Linked DNA regions of Rattus norvegicus: region 2 is linked to region 1. A link is a contact called in public Hi-C data. All regions are on one chromosome and are shown on one strand. Each heading gives the region's core, a stretch centred on a gene start, on an enhancer-like site or on the middle of the called end of the contact. The rest is flanking DNA. Distances are from core to core; before and after follow the strand shown.

Evidence for each region. Hi-C and Micro-C count contacts between places; a contact is called where the count stands out from the background.
Region 2: a contact with region 1 is called in a Hi-C map of liver, with 4 times the contacts expected there. The contact joins the enhancer-like site here to the promoter of Tead1 in region 1. A contact is called at or near these places in 3 of 12 Hi-C or Micro-C datasets (liver and psoas muscle).

What each region holds. Positions count from the first base shown.
Region 1 is chr1:176,223,878-176,230,002 of GRCr8, forward strand. Tead1 (TEA domain transcription factor 1) reads left to right here and starts at 3,298. Exons shown (of 13, transcript NM_001198589.2): 1 at 3,298-3,514.
Region 2 is chr1:176,300,925-176,307,049 of GRCr8, forward strand. All of the region lies in intron 2 of Tead1 (TEA domain transcription factor 1), which reads left to right. Among named protein-coding and RNA genes, the nearest start is that of Tead1, 77 kb to the left of the region's middle. Within about 2 kb of position 3,772, at least 12 of the 93 cell types and tissues checked have an H3K27ac peak or open chromatin away from gene starts, as enhancers often do. A contact at or near this core is called in liver, where this site is marked.

The DNA of each region.
Region 1 (6,125 bases), core at 2,048-4,547:
GGCCCCTTCAGGCCACTGGTTTTTTTAAGTTCCTTGAAGTGCTGCATTTGGGTTACTGAGAGGCATGGCTAAGAGCACAGAGTCTTAAGTGGAACTGCCTGGGTTTACATCCTTGGTCTGTATTTACTAAGCACACAACCCAGGCCAAGTTATCTTACTTCTCTGGTCCTCAGCTTGTCTGTCTATAAAAGGATAAAAATAAAAGTACTTAACTCAAGGCTGGGAGAGATGGCTCAGTCGTTAAGAGGGCTAACTGCTCTGAGTTTCTAGTGCTCAAATGGTGCAGCTTACAACTGTTTTAACTCCAGCTTCAGGGGAATCTCACTCCCTTGTCTGGTCTCTGTAGGGACTGTACTCACATTCACACTCCCCCTCCATATGCATACAATTTAAAATAAAATCTTTAAAAAAAGCAGAACCTCCATCACAGTGGGTCAGGTGAGGCAATGAAAGGGCAGCACTTAGAACAGTGCCCGGCTAATAGTGCTTTCTGTATGCATCAGAAAGAATTTGGATTTAGGTTTCGTTTTCCATCCCCTGCTTGTCCTTGCATCTTGTTTCTCATCTGTATAAACTGGGGTGAGAATTACACTTTGTACAGGTGCAGTGGGGATTAATTGAGATGGTAAAAGCAAAATACTAGAGGCTAAGTATGAATTCGACTCGGGAAAGCTGCTCTCATTTTAGCAGGTGGCAGCCACTGTTTCCACCCTCAGATGGGTTCAACTGCTCACAGCTCAAAACTCTTAAGGCCCTGTGTGTTGACTGATGGGGAGATGAGGAGAGCACAGAGTATGGGATAGATGGGTAGAGAGATGACGTTGCACTTCCTATTTGTGAGTGAGTTCTAGACAGAAAAATCTTAGCTGAATGAGACCTAACCATTGTCTCATACAGGTGAGTCTGTCCAGTAACACACATATGCTGTGAACTAACAGACCAAATACACAAGACATAGATAGCTGGACCAAGTGGCTTCAGGGGCCTGGGAAGGAGACATCTAGTTAACCAGTCTTCCCCCTCACACCCCAGCTCTTTCCCCACTCTCTCCCTCTCCTTTTCTTTTCTCTTTCCCTTCTCCTCCTCTTCCAGACAAGATCTAGTTCTTTTTTTTTTTTTTTTTCCGGAGCTGGGGACCGAACCCAGGGCCTTGTGCTTGCTAGGCAAGCGCTCTACCACTGAGCCAAATCCCCAACCCAAGATCTAATTCTTTAGTTCAGAATTTCTTCAAACTCACACCAATCCTCCTGCCTCAGCCTCCTGAATGCTGGGATTATATTGCCAATGTGCCTGGCTCCACCTGAACAGACTTCCTTGGAGAAAAGGTTTTTAGCATACATTTCAAAGAAGGTGTGTGTGGATGAAAATAAGTTGTAGAAAGCACAGGCCAAGCAGTTTTAGCACATCATGAGCGGCTTTGGAAGTTTGGTCAAAGAGTCTTTCCTAACTCAGTAGAAATGAGAGAACACCGAATCGCCAGGAGCAACTGGAGTCTGAAGGGTAACCAAGCCTGTCATGGGCAAGATAAATACTGGTTTAGAAATTTACCCACTGGTAGGCTGGCTCTGCTATCAGACTTAAAAAAAAAAAACAACCTCTTATTTATTTATGTATATGAATGTTTTACCTGCATGTATGTACACCATGTTTGTGCCTGGTGCTCCCAGAACTGGAGTTACAGATTGTTGAAAGCGACCTTATGAGTGTTGGGAACCTAACAGGAGCCTGGTCATCTACTAGAGCAGCAAGGGCTTTTCGCTGGTGAACTATCTCTCCAGCTTCTTCTGCTCTCCGGAGACTTTATTCGCTGGTATTATGGGGGGTTATCTGGAAAAGAGATACACCTCTGGAGTTTTAACGGGAAAATAGTTGTGCATTTTCTAATACTCTGCCAGGTGTATGAGGTTCTTATTGTCAGCCTGTCATATTGCTGCATATTATTAACTAAAAATAATACACATTTGTACTTGATTGTGGTGGGCATCTACACAGGTGAGAAATTATAGAATTTATAGAATTAAACAAATACACAATGATGTGTTTAAGTTGATCTGGAAAATCTGCCCGAAAATTAATACCCCGGCTGGGATAAAATTTTGGCTGACATGGCTAGGGAAGAGCTGGGCAAAGCGAACAAAGAATGTCTCTGTATTACTTTTTACAACGGCATGGGAGTCTTCAATTCTCTTGACATAAAATTTTAAAAAACGCATGGATGGAAGATATTTTTGCCTTAAAAACGCACTGGTAAACGTTGTTTCCGAGCAAACAAGGCGTAGTGAGTCCCATTCGCTTTCCTGAGTTTATGCACACTCCAGGAATACTCCGGCACAAAACAGGCGCCATTAGTTTGTTCTGAAGCCAGAAGGAAGTCCCAGTGCGGGAAGGGCCGTCTCCTTTCTGGGAAACTACGGACTGCAACCGGCCCAAACTGCCAGCATGTCTGTCCCAGCCACCGTTAACTTTACCCGAGTTTCTGAAGTGCTGCGGTGTCGTCCACTCCAAAAACAGAGTTCAAACCGTTTATGATTGATTCTTACGTTCTCCATAAAGGGACGGCGCGAAGCTGCTTTTTGCAGCCAGGCAAGACTTTATTTTATTTAAGTGGGTGCAGGATTTCCTTAGACTAAACTCGCAGTACGAGTGAACTTCACTTCTAGAAAGACAGGGCAGGAAGCGGGCGAGGACTCTGCGACGCTCCAACCCAGTCTGCGAAGCCCAGAATTTGCGCGAGCACCGCGAACTTGGGTAAAGCGAAACGGCTTGAGGAGGAGTGGCGGGCTGGGAAGCTGCCCACTCCGGCCTCAGTTTCCTGAAGAGCAACCTCCCTTCCAGTCTGGGAGCGTCGCTGCCAGCGCACACCAGGAGGGGGTAAACTGAGTCACAGCAGGAGGAAAGCGCACACCCCGCCTTTCTAGTACCCGGCCGCCCCGCCTCGGACCGCACAAAGCCCTGAGCGCGCGCCATCGCGCGCGGCTCGCTCCCCCGTGGGCGCCAAGTCCCGCCCCACGCGCCCCGCCCCACATCATGACGTCACCGCGGCGGCAGGCCACGCCCCACCCCGGGCCCGGCGGCATGACGTCACCGAGGCCCCACCCCTCCGGAGCGAGTTCGGTCCTGGCGTTCATTTCATTCCTGTCCTCATTCCGCACATTCTTCGCATCGCTCGCGCCGCGCCGCGCCGCCCGAGCCGAGCCGAGCCTCCGCGGCCCCGCCGCCCGCCGCGGGCGCCCCCCAGCACTTCGCACACTCGCTTCCAGCTCGCGGGGAGTCCGCGCGCCGGGGCCCGGGCCCGGGGCGGCCGCGGCGGGGCGCAGGCCATGCGCTGACCCCCCAGCGCGCAACGTCGCCGGAGCGCGGGCAGCTGCCCCGGCGCGCCCTGCTGGTCCGGGGAGCCGGCGAGGCCGGGCTGGGGCGGCCGGGCGCGGGAGTACCGCGGGGAGTACCGGCTGGAGTAGCGCGGGGGCGGTGGCCCAGCGCCCCGAAGTTTGCCGCGCCCGCTCGGGCGGCCGAGGTAAGTTGCGCGCGGGGCGGACTCGGGGGCGCGGGCTGTCTAGGCGTCACCGCGATCGGCGCTTTGTGTGCGGCTCCCGAAGGGGAGCGGCCCCGCCGCCCAGCAAGTTGGGCCGCAACCTCGCGCGGCAACAGGCGGCCCCGCTCGGCTTTCTGCGCGCCCCTCTCTCCAGCGTCTCTCTCCCGCGCACCTCGCTCCTTGTCTGGGAAGCGCCGAGTTCGGCGCGATCACGGGTGGGGAGAGCGTCCGGCGTGCAGCCTAGAGCCTGCAGCCGGGTGACTCCCCCGGCGCCCGGCCCCTTCGGGGTCCGCGCGGATCCCGGCTCCTCCTCCCGGGAGATGAAAGAGGGCTCTCTCGCCCTTGCCGCCTCTCCAGAGCTGCTGCCGCCGCCGCCGCCGCCGCCGCTCCAGTGCACATTCAAGTGGAAAATTTTCAGGAGTCAGCAGAAACATTGTGTCCAAAAAAGACTGAGTCGCACTTACCACCAAACCCGGGAGTAGACTCTCCCTGGAAAACTTCCCTTCGGTAGGAAATACTGGGGGATTTGTTTGTTTATTGGAAGAGAAACGATCCCCAGGAGGGCCAAAAAAAAAAAAAAATTCTGGGGACACTTTTAGCCTTTGTTCGCGGCAGCACCACTTGTTTTCAAAGTCCAGAGGCCCGTTTGAAAGAAAGTTCAACTTCTAGGAGTTTCCTTTTTCTTTTTTAATGCATTAAAAAAAAATCAAAGCTACATTTAAAGAAGTAGAAAACAATGAAAGGCTCACACTTATCTTCCCGTGAAAATAAAACCCAGACTAGTTTTCCTCGGTCTTTAATCGTCTTTCTTTTTAAGGATTTATTTAAAGTTGAATGGTGTCACCCGTATAAAAATATTTATGAAACAATGAAATGCCAGCCACCAGCGTTTCTCAGGAGGCTTGTTAAGTTCTTAGAAGCTGTCTGTGATTTACAGAAATGCAAATTGATCTCAGCACTGGAAACTTACAGACAGATATTCCAGAAATCGGAGTGTAGCAAGGACGGGTTTTAAAATAGCGCCATTTGAAAGGAGCTAAGGTCCTTGGAACAAAATGGTCTGTAAATACGATCATATTTCAAAATAGTGAAAGGAAAATATTTCAATTCCTATAGATAATGCAAAGTAACAGAATCTTAGTTTCCTCCACGCCTTGTGGCCTGGATTCGTTCTGGAAGTTTAGGTGGTCTGGTGGCTTAGAGTGTGCTTGAGTGCTGGCAGGTGGTTCCCCGGGTGGACAGATCCTTCCCGTTAGGGAGACTCAATCTACCCGGAGCCGAGGGGTAGCTTGTCTGTGCAAGCCTGAGCTCTTGGGTGGGGGCTAATCTGCCTTGAGACTGGGGCTGGGAATAGTCCTCAGGCTGTACAGACTGTGCCAGGGGCTTCCGCCTTTCAGCGGAGTCTGCGATTTTCTGTGAATAGCAGGATCTTTGGGCCCAGGCACATCTGAATGCTTATAAGGGCCAGACTTAGATCCAACTTTGGTAAGAATCTTTCCTCTTTAGAAGGAAACAGTAGACCCAGTTACAGCATGACTCCGGAAAGACAAATGCGTTTAGCTGAACCTTTGTCAACAGCAAGGTTTTAAATTGTTGATGATTTTAAGGAGGAAAGGCGCATTTTTCTAATCTCAGTATTTCCATAAATGGTCATAAGATATTTTTGTGTAGTATTTCTTTGAATGTGTAACTCTGTGTTGGACTCTTAGATTACAGGTTTTTAACAGAGTTTGCAATTCTTTTATTTGTTGTTTGTATAAAAAAATAAACTGATAAGCTGTCTCCATTACTGAGTCTTGTTCATGTCCTTTAGTAAACCATTTTATTTTCTGTTTAATGGCAAGTATTGTTTAAATTAAAGATTTAGGGGAATATTAGAATACTTTTTTTATCTTTTTAAAACAAGTTTGAAACAAAGCCAGAAAGACACTTTGCCTTTACAAAAGAGTTTAAAAAAAGGAGGTGGGGAGAAGGAGGGGGAGAATCTTTGTGTGAGTTTCTTCTTCCTGGAGTTCTTTATAAATCCTAGGGAACATTCTGGGATTATTGGAGATTTTGTACAAGCAAAGGCCAGGACTCACCAGGACGTGTATATAGTTAGTGACCTTTAATTTGAAGCAGGCAGACATTGTAGCATAGTCTGACCCAGGCTGTGGTCACTGCATGAGTTACTTGCTTGTACTGGGCATACAGTGTGTGCTTCCCACCCTCGATTGTACTGTGATACATACAGTCTGTGCTCTCCTTATAGCACCGTGAAATCATGAGGGTGGGCTTGCCTGGGTCACCTGGTGGGAAGCTGGCTTCCTTCCCCTCCCTTTCTCACCCCCTCTTGCTGTACACAGCTGGGATTATACGTTCACATAACTTCTTTGGATTCTGGCATCTTCTGATTTGGGAAGAAGAGAGAAAACTTAAGAAAAAGATTTTTTTTTTTTAGAGTTCAGTAGTGCATAACGAGTTTTGATTTTAGTCGGTTCTGACGATACGCAGAAGCAAATGTAAGAAGGTATACCTTTATGGAACTGTGTTGGGAAGGTATATAACAAGGGCAATTGGGGGGATGGAGGCCCCACCTGTGAGACAGGCCGTT
Region 2 (6,125 bases), core at 2,522-5,021, 78 kb after region 1:
GGCGTCAGGAGTTGGACCAAGTCTCTGGAGTCCTTCCCACTCTTGCAGGAAGATCCTGTGATTTAGATTTGTACTTGAAATCTATTCTTTTTATTGGCTGGGGACGTGGCTCAGCTTGTGCCTAGCAGCACAAGTCTCTAGGTTTAATCCACAGTACACGGGAAACTAGGCATGGCAGTGCTCGATGTAATTCCAGCACTCAGGAAGCGGAGGTAGGTTGACCAAAGTCTTCCTCTACTACATGGAGAGCTTTGGCTAGCCTAGGCTACACGAGACCCTGTGTCAACATTACGCCCCTGTAAAAATACTGAAATTCCCCAGTATAGGAACAATCCTTACTGGCCTCATAAAACACACACACACACACACACACACACACACACACACACACACACACACACACACACACACGAGCTTGATTGGCCTGTTTCCATTCTTCCAACCTGCAGTTGAATGGCTAGTTGAGGTGTTGTTGTGTGTCCTGTCCTGTTCCGTCTGTCTTTCCCACAATCTCCAAATGCATGTGCCCAGCTTCCCCTCCCTCAATGACTGTCCTCTGAGTAGGTTCTGAGGGAAACTGTGTGAGGGTAAGGAAGGCAAGCCCAGCTAACCAAATGTCTCTAGATGCCAACAGTGAAGGTCCACGCCCTAGCTAGTATAAAACTTACCTGCACAGAGTTGGGGTATTCTTTTCCTTTCCAGAGTGCTCCCCGCTGCAGACCTGCGGTTTTTTGGCTATCTACCTTCAGGGAAGCAGATGGCAGGTGGTTGCTTGTACATAGTGCTTGTCTAATTGAGTTGACAGAGTTTGTGTTGTCACCAAGTCTAAAGAGATGTAGCCAGCATAAATTCCAAGAACACCGGCTCATCCACTACCTGTGGCTCTTAACTCAACAGAGGAGTGATTTATTTCTCAGTAATTCCCACTATTTCTGTTATAGGGTGTTGTACCTTTAACCCTGGGTGTCTCTGTCAGGAGCCCAAGGAGGCTGTGCTCAGACCAGCAAAGGCTTCTGAGGGGAGAGCAGATGGTAGTACAGCTGCCACCAGCTGTGCCCCGCCTGCCCTCCCCTTTCACCACGGATGATGTAATGGAAACAAAGACACTTTTGCTTTCTGTGGCACTGAGCCGCTCAGCCTGTCATGCACCCGGGAGTGAGAACCCAGACTTGTGGCATTTGTTTTAATGCTCTTGTGAGCAGCCAGAGAATCCTCTTTTTATCTAGGGTAGAGAAGTCGGACCCAAACCGCTCAGTGGCTGCAGGTGGATAGTTTCCAGGCCTCAGGTGTCCTGCATTCTTTCTTCCCTGCTTCCCCTTCCTCAGCTTTTGTTTGAAGATGATTTGAAGATGGGGTTGTTAGCTGTGCTGAAGTGTAGCTTTGGTGAGGCTCCCACTTGTTTGCTCAGGAATTGTTTTAATCTAAGTTGATGGCGTAAGGCAGACTTGGTAGTGTACAACACTCAGTCCCAACACTCAGGAGTGTGTGGCAGGAGGAAGGTGGGAATTAGAGCCAGCTTAAGCTATCCAGTGAGATCATATCTCCTCAGGAAATTGTCCCCCCCCCCCTCTATTTTCCTTTGTGAATAGTTGCTCACCTTGCCTATAGCTCAGTTGTAAACTTTTTATGTGGAAATGGTTGTTAGGATCTCTTGCTGGCAACTGAATCACGGGAAGCTTCAGATTGGAGTTGTTCTGTCAACAATTAACTTGATCGCTTTTGTGCTTGGTGTCAGTCTAGGGCTTCTGGGAAAAATGATCAAATAAATGATGACCATGGGTCCTTGGGGACTTGCCATATTGGTTATTGTGGTTTGGGGGTATGGAATTCAGCAGGGTGATTGGACATTGGTAAGTTTGGTGTTGGCTGTGGGACATGTCTCTAGGACCAAGGTAACTCAGTTCCTAGTACTCTCCAGTTGTATCTGTTTTTGAGTTTGGTGTCTTTTTCCTTAAGTCAACACTATCCGGTTACTGTCTGTGTTGGTGGCCAGCCAGATTTAAAATGAGGCAACCGTTTTTTTGAGCAGGCAGTCTCAGAAATCACAATTCACTAGGGAGAAAGAGTCTAGTACAGTTGTGGGTTTTCACAGGGCAAGAGAGTACACAACCTGTTCCCTCATCAGGAAGAGATGGATTTTCTGCACTGGCCTTTCAATATCTCCATCTCTCCAGGGAGGAACACTCCTCTTGTCTCCCTGTTGGAGACTGGATCTGCTTTAATCTTGTCAGGGACTTTTGAGATAAGTTAACTCTCCACAGTGCTATCTCAGCCAGTTGGGGACAGAGACATGTGAGCCATTGTAAGGCCAGGGTTACCCTTTCTGATCAAGCTTCTGCTATCATCACACACATGAATCTGGACATGGCTAGACCAGGAGTCAGCAGTCCCTAGAGCATTCCTTTTCTCTAAGACCTTTGGAAATGAATGCAATGTGAAGTCAGTCAAAGTCATATCCAAGTGAAAACGCCTAGCATGTGTTGCTTGAGGATTTCATCCCTCCATTTCTGAGCATTTACGGAGCTCTCTGTGATGTCACTAGCTCTGAAACACCGCAAGAGGCAAGGTCAAGTGATTTATTTTGGTAATGAGATTTCCATCGTGGTTGGCAGGATAGTAAATGGAGAGTTCTTTATGATAAGCTTTCGTCCCTTGGAAGAGAAATGACTTAATTTTCTGTTACCTTGGACGTTGGGCAGCTGAGGCTGTGTAGCCGCCCGCCTGCTTCTGTGTGTCTAGACCTTTTCTGTGCTCCCTACAGTGCCTGCTCTCGGTTGCTGCCTCTGACTTTGCTCTTAAGGTGCACAGGCCTTTGTCTTTTCTCTTTCATTTCTTAGCTCAGTTTTGCATAGTTGTGTGTTTCTTTTTTTGGGAGGTAGAGAGGAAGGATGGGATAGGAGGGAAGTTTTTAGTGAATATGCTTCTCTGAAATTGGACACCACAGTTGAAAACAAGACCCCCCCCCCCCAAAAAAAAAAAAAAACGAATAAAAAAAAAAAAAGCGATCCACCGGAATACTTCATCTGTTCCCTCTGTAACTGAAGACACAGTCAGACAGTGTGGTCACATGTCCTTGGAGTCCTTCAAGGGTTGGGACAGGTCAGGCTGCAGTGATTGTCTGCCCTAGAGGCAGGCAGGTACAGCACCTTAGCAGTTTAGACTGTGTAAGTAATATGAATCCTGGCCCAGCACTTTTAGGTCTCAGGCTTCAGGCAAGGGGCCTTAATTCTCTTGTGCTTCGAAGCCTGAAACTGCAAAAGAGAGTGCTAAATAGACCCAACTTCAGAGGAGTGTCACAGACGTTAACCGGAACCATTGTGATGTGGGACCATTGTGATGTGGGATCATTGTGATGTGGGACCATTGTGATGTGGGATCATTGTGATGAGGAACCATTGTGATGTGGGACCATTGTGATGAGGGACTGCCTACGATGCTTGAACAGCACCTTGTGTACAGTTGAGTGCTAAATAAGTGTTTGTGAACTGAAAACAGAGTGGAGGTTTCTGCCTTTGCTGACTAGTGTGTTATTTCCAGCTGACATTCCTAAGAGCTCTCTGAGGTGTTGTGGTGAAGGGTTGGGTGAGAGGGACAGCATAGTCTGAAGCTAACTAAGATAGCTGGAAGATTAAGATCCAGGCCTGTCTAGCTCCAGAGCCTGGGCTACCCCTACTTTGCTTTCTGTCTTTCCTTGGTAGAGGCCATTGCTGTTGAGCATGAGCTGTACGCCAGCCTCATGCTGGGGTGGCCAGGATGAGGGCTGGGAACGAGACACACAGTCAGAGTCCCTGCCCTCATGGAGCTGTCACAAGTTCATTTGCCGGCATCTGACCTGAGGTCAGGGCTGGGTGCCAGAGATTTCTGGGAAGTCTGAGGACGCTTTGAAGATGGTCACCTTCCACTTAGCCTTTTGAAGCCTGTTCTTGGCTACCAAAGTCCAGGACACCTGGCCTGCTGCTGGCAGGAAGAGAACACAGCAGGGAGGGTCCAGATCACAAGGCTGGCCCTGGAGCTGGCCAGGAAGATGTCTGGAAGGTTCTAGTGTCCTAGGTCGTTGCAGGCTGACTGGGCACAGCCATTGGTAAGCTTTTTCCTGTGAGCAGATGCCTGTACTCTTCTTCTTGAGAATAGCTGGGTGGGAAGCAGGGAACCCTCACCTCTAGTTGTATGTTTGGTTATTTTTTCTGTTTTGCTGGGGGTGAACCTAGGATCTCATGATTGCAAGACAAGGATTCTGTCAAGTGATCTATGGTTGGGGTTGGGGTTGGGGAAAAGCCATTGTTTCTTACTGGGATACTAGACCTACTACTGGTCAGTCCTAGAGAGAAAGCTGTTCAGGAGGATGGGTAAGATGTATGTATGCCTCTGCCCCATTGCTGACCTGTGCCTTGACAGTCATGCACAGGCTACGTATGGATTGCCTGCTGGCCTGGTTTCAAGAGGAAGGGGCTTGCTTAGTGAATCAGGGAATCAGCGGGAGAGGCTTGCAACTATGTGTCAGTCAAACAGCTTGGCGGCAGCGGGAGGATGCTGTTAGAGTCCAGGGGCTGCCCAGCACTAAGAACCATTGAGGAGAAACAACTGTGTGCTTCCACAGGAAAGCTGCTCTCTCTCATGGTTCATTTTGGGGTGAGGAGGAGGCTAAGTCTGTGGAGCTCTCAGAGTCTGGTGAATGACACCAGTGAACCACAGTTGCTGGTCCTTAAAGTGTCTCTTGGGGCCTGAGTTGAGCATACTCTTGCTAGTTCCTCATCTGGGCGTCCAATGGCGTCTTTCACCTTTTTGACCTGTTGTTTCTGGCTGAGCGGTTAGACTAAAGCTTATCTTTACCCTGGAACAAGCAGGAAGCCGCAACTCTGTGTTTCTTGCATGCTTTGCTGTAGGGTCAGTGCTTGGTTCTTGTGCTCTGAGAACTTCTTCTGTGGGAAGAAATGCTGGGAAAGGGGAAGAGAAGAGAGAAGCATTTGCTTATTTTGTTGCATATATCAGGGCAGAGGAGCTCCTGGTTTTGTTTTGTTTTGTTTTGGTTTTTGTCTTTGCAGCTAGTGTGGGCAATTCTTCATGAAAGTATTAGGAAGGAATTATGATTCGAATAGGGACAGAGGGGAGGAAGCCAGGGTGAGTTCTAGATGAGTAATAGGGGATTTTGACCCAGCCTGGTTCCTGTGAGACTAGCCAGTGTCATTAGTATTTCGATTGGGAAATAATGGGGAGGGGTTGGGGGCAGGCGGGCAGAAATTTATTCCCAAGGTGTGTGGCTTAGGAATGGGTCATGAGGGAGGAAAAGGGAAAAAAAATGCTAAGTCATTCTCAACTTCTACCTCTTAATGTCTTTGCCATGACAATGGACAACCAGGATTTAGAAGATTCAGATGTAGAAATCACTGGCTGAGGGCTGCAGTACACTCTGAACATGAGTGGGGCAACATATAGGGAGTAAGGAAAACCGATGACCTGTTTGATTTGCCTTAGAATGGCATTGTCTTGCTTAGTCTTCCTAACAACCCAGTGACAAATGAATTCTATGAGGAAGCTTGCGATCACCATCGAGGTCAAATTATTTTTTTCAAGGTCACTCAGCAAAGGAGCTGTGAGGTAGACATTTCCAACCAGGCTAGTCAATCACAATAAGTGTGCAGTGGAAGTATATTTGTTCTAGGGATACACAGTTTAGTGTTGGAGGGTAGAGTTGGGGAGGGAGGGAGCGAAAATGATCCGGAATTTCTGTATGTATATTTGAGAGTGGGTGAGAGGGCAAGTGAGAATGAGAGATAGGCAGTTTTCTGCTCTAACTTTGAATTTTGGGAAAAGAACCATTTAATGGTTTTCTTTGGATTATAGACCTCTTCTGGCCAGAGATGGTGAAGGCATGTTTGTAGATAGTCAAAGTTGTGGTAGATGACCACACAAATTAGCTTCATTCAGAGTGGTATAGCCCTAGATGTTGGCAGGAGACATCACATGACTTGTGGAGCCTTAATTCAGAATGGTGGGATGAAGGGGTGGGCTCCTTACCATGAAAAGGCACAATTCTGAGCAGGGAAATGAGTTGGCCACCTGGGCACCTGCTAGAGATGCTGCTGTGTAACTTGGTACTGTGTGGTGGACGGCACGCACACCATACC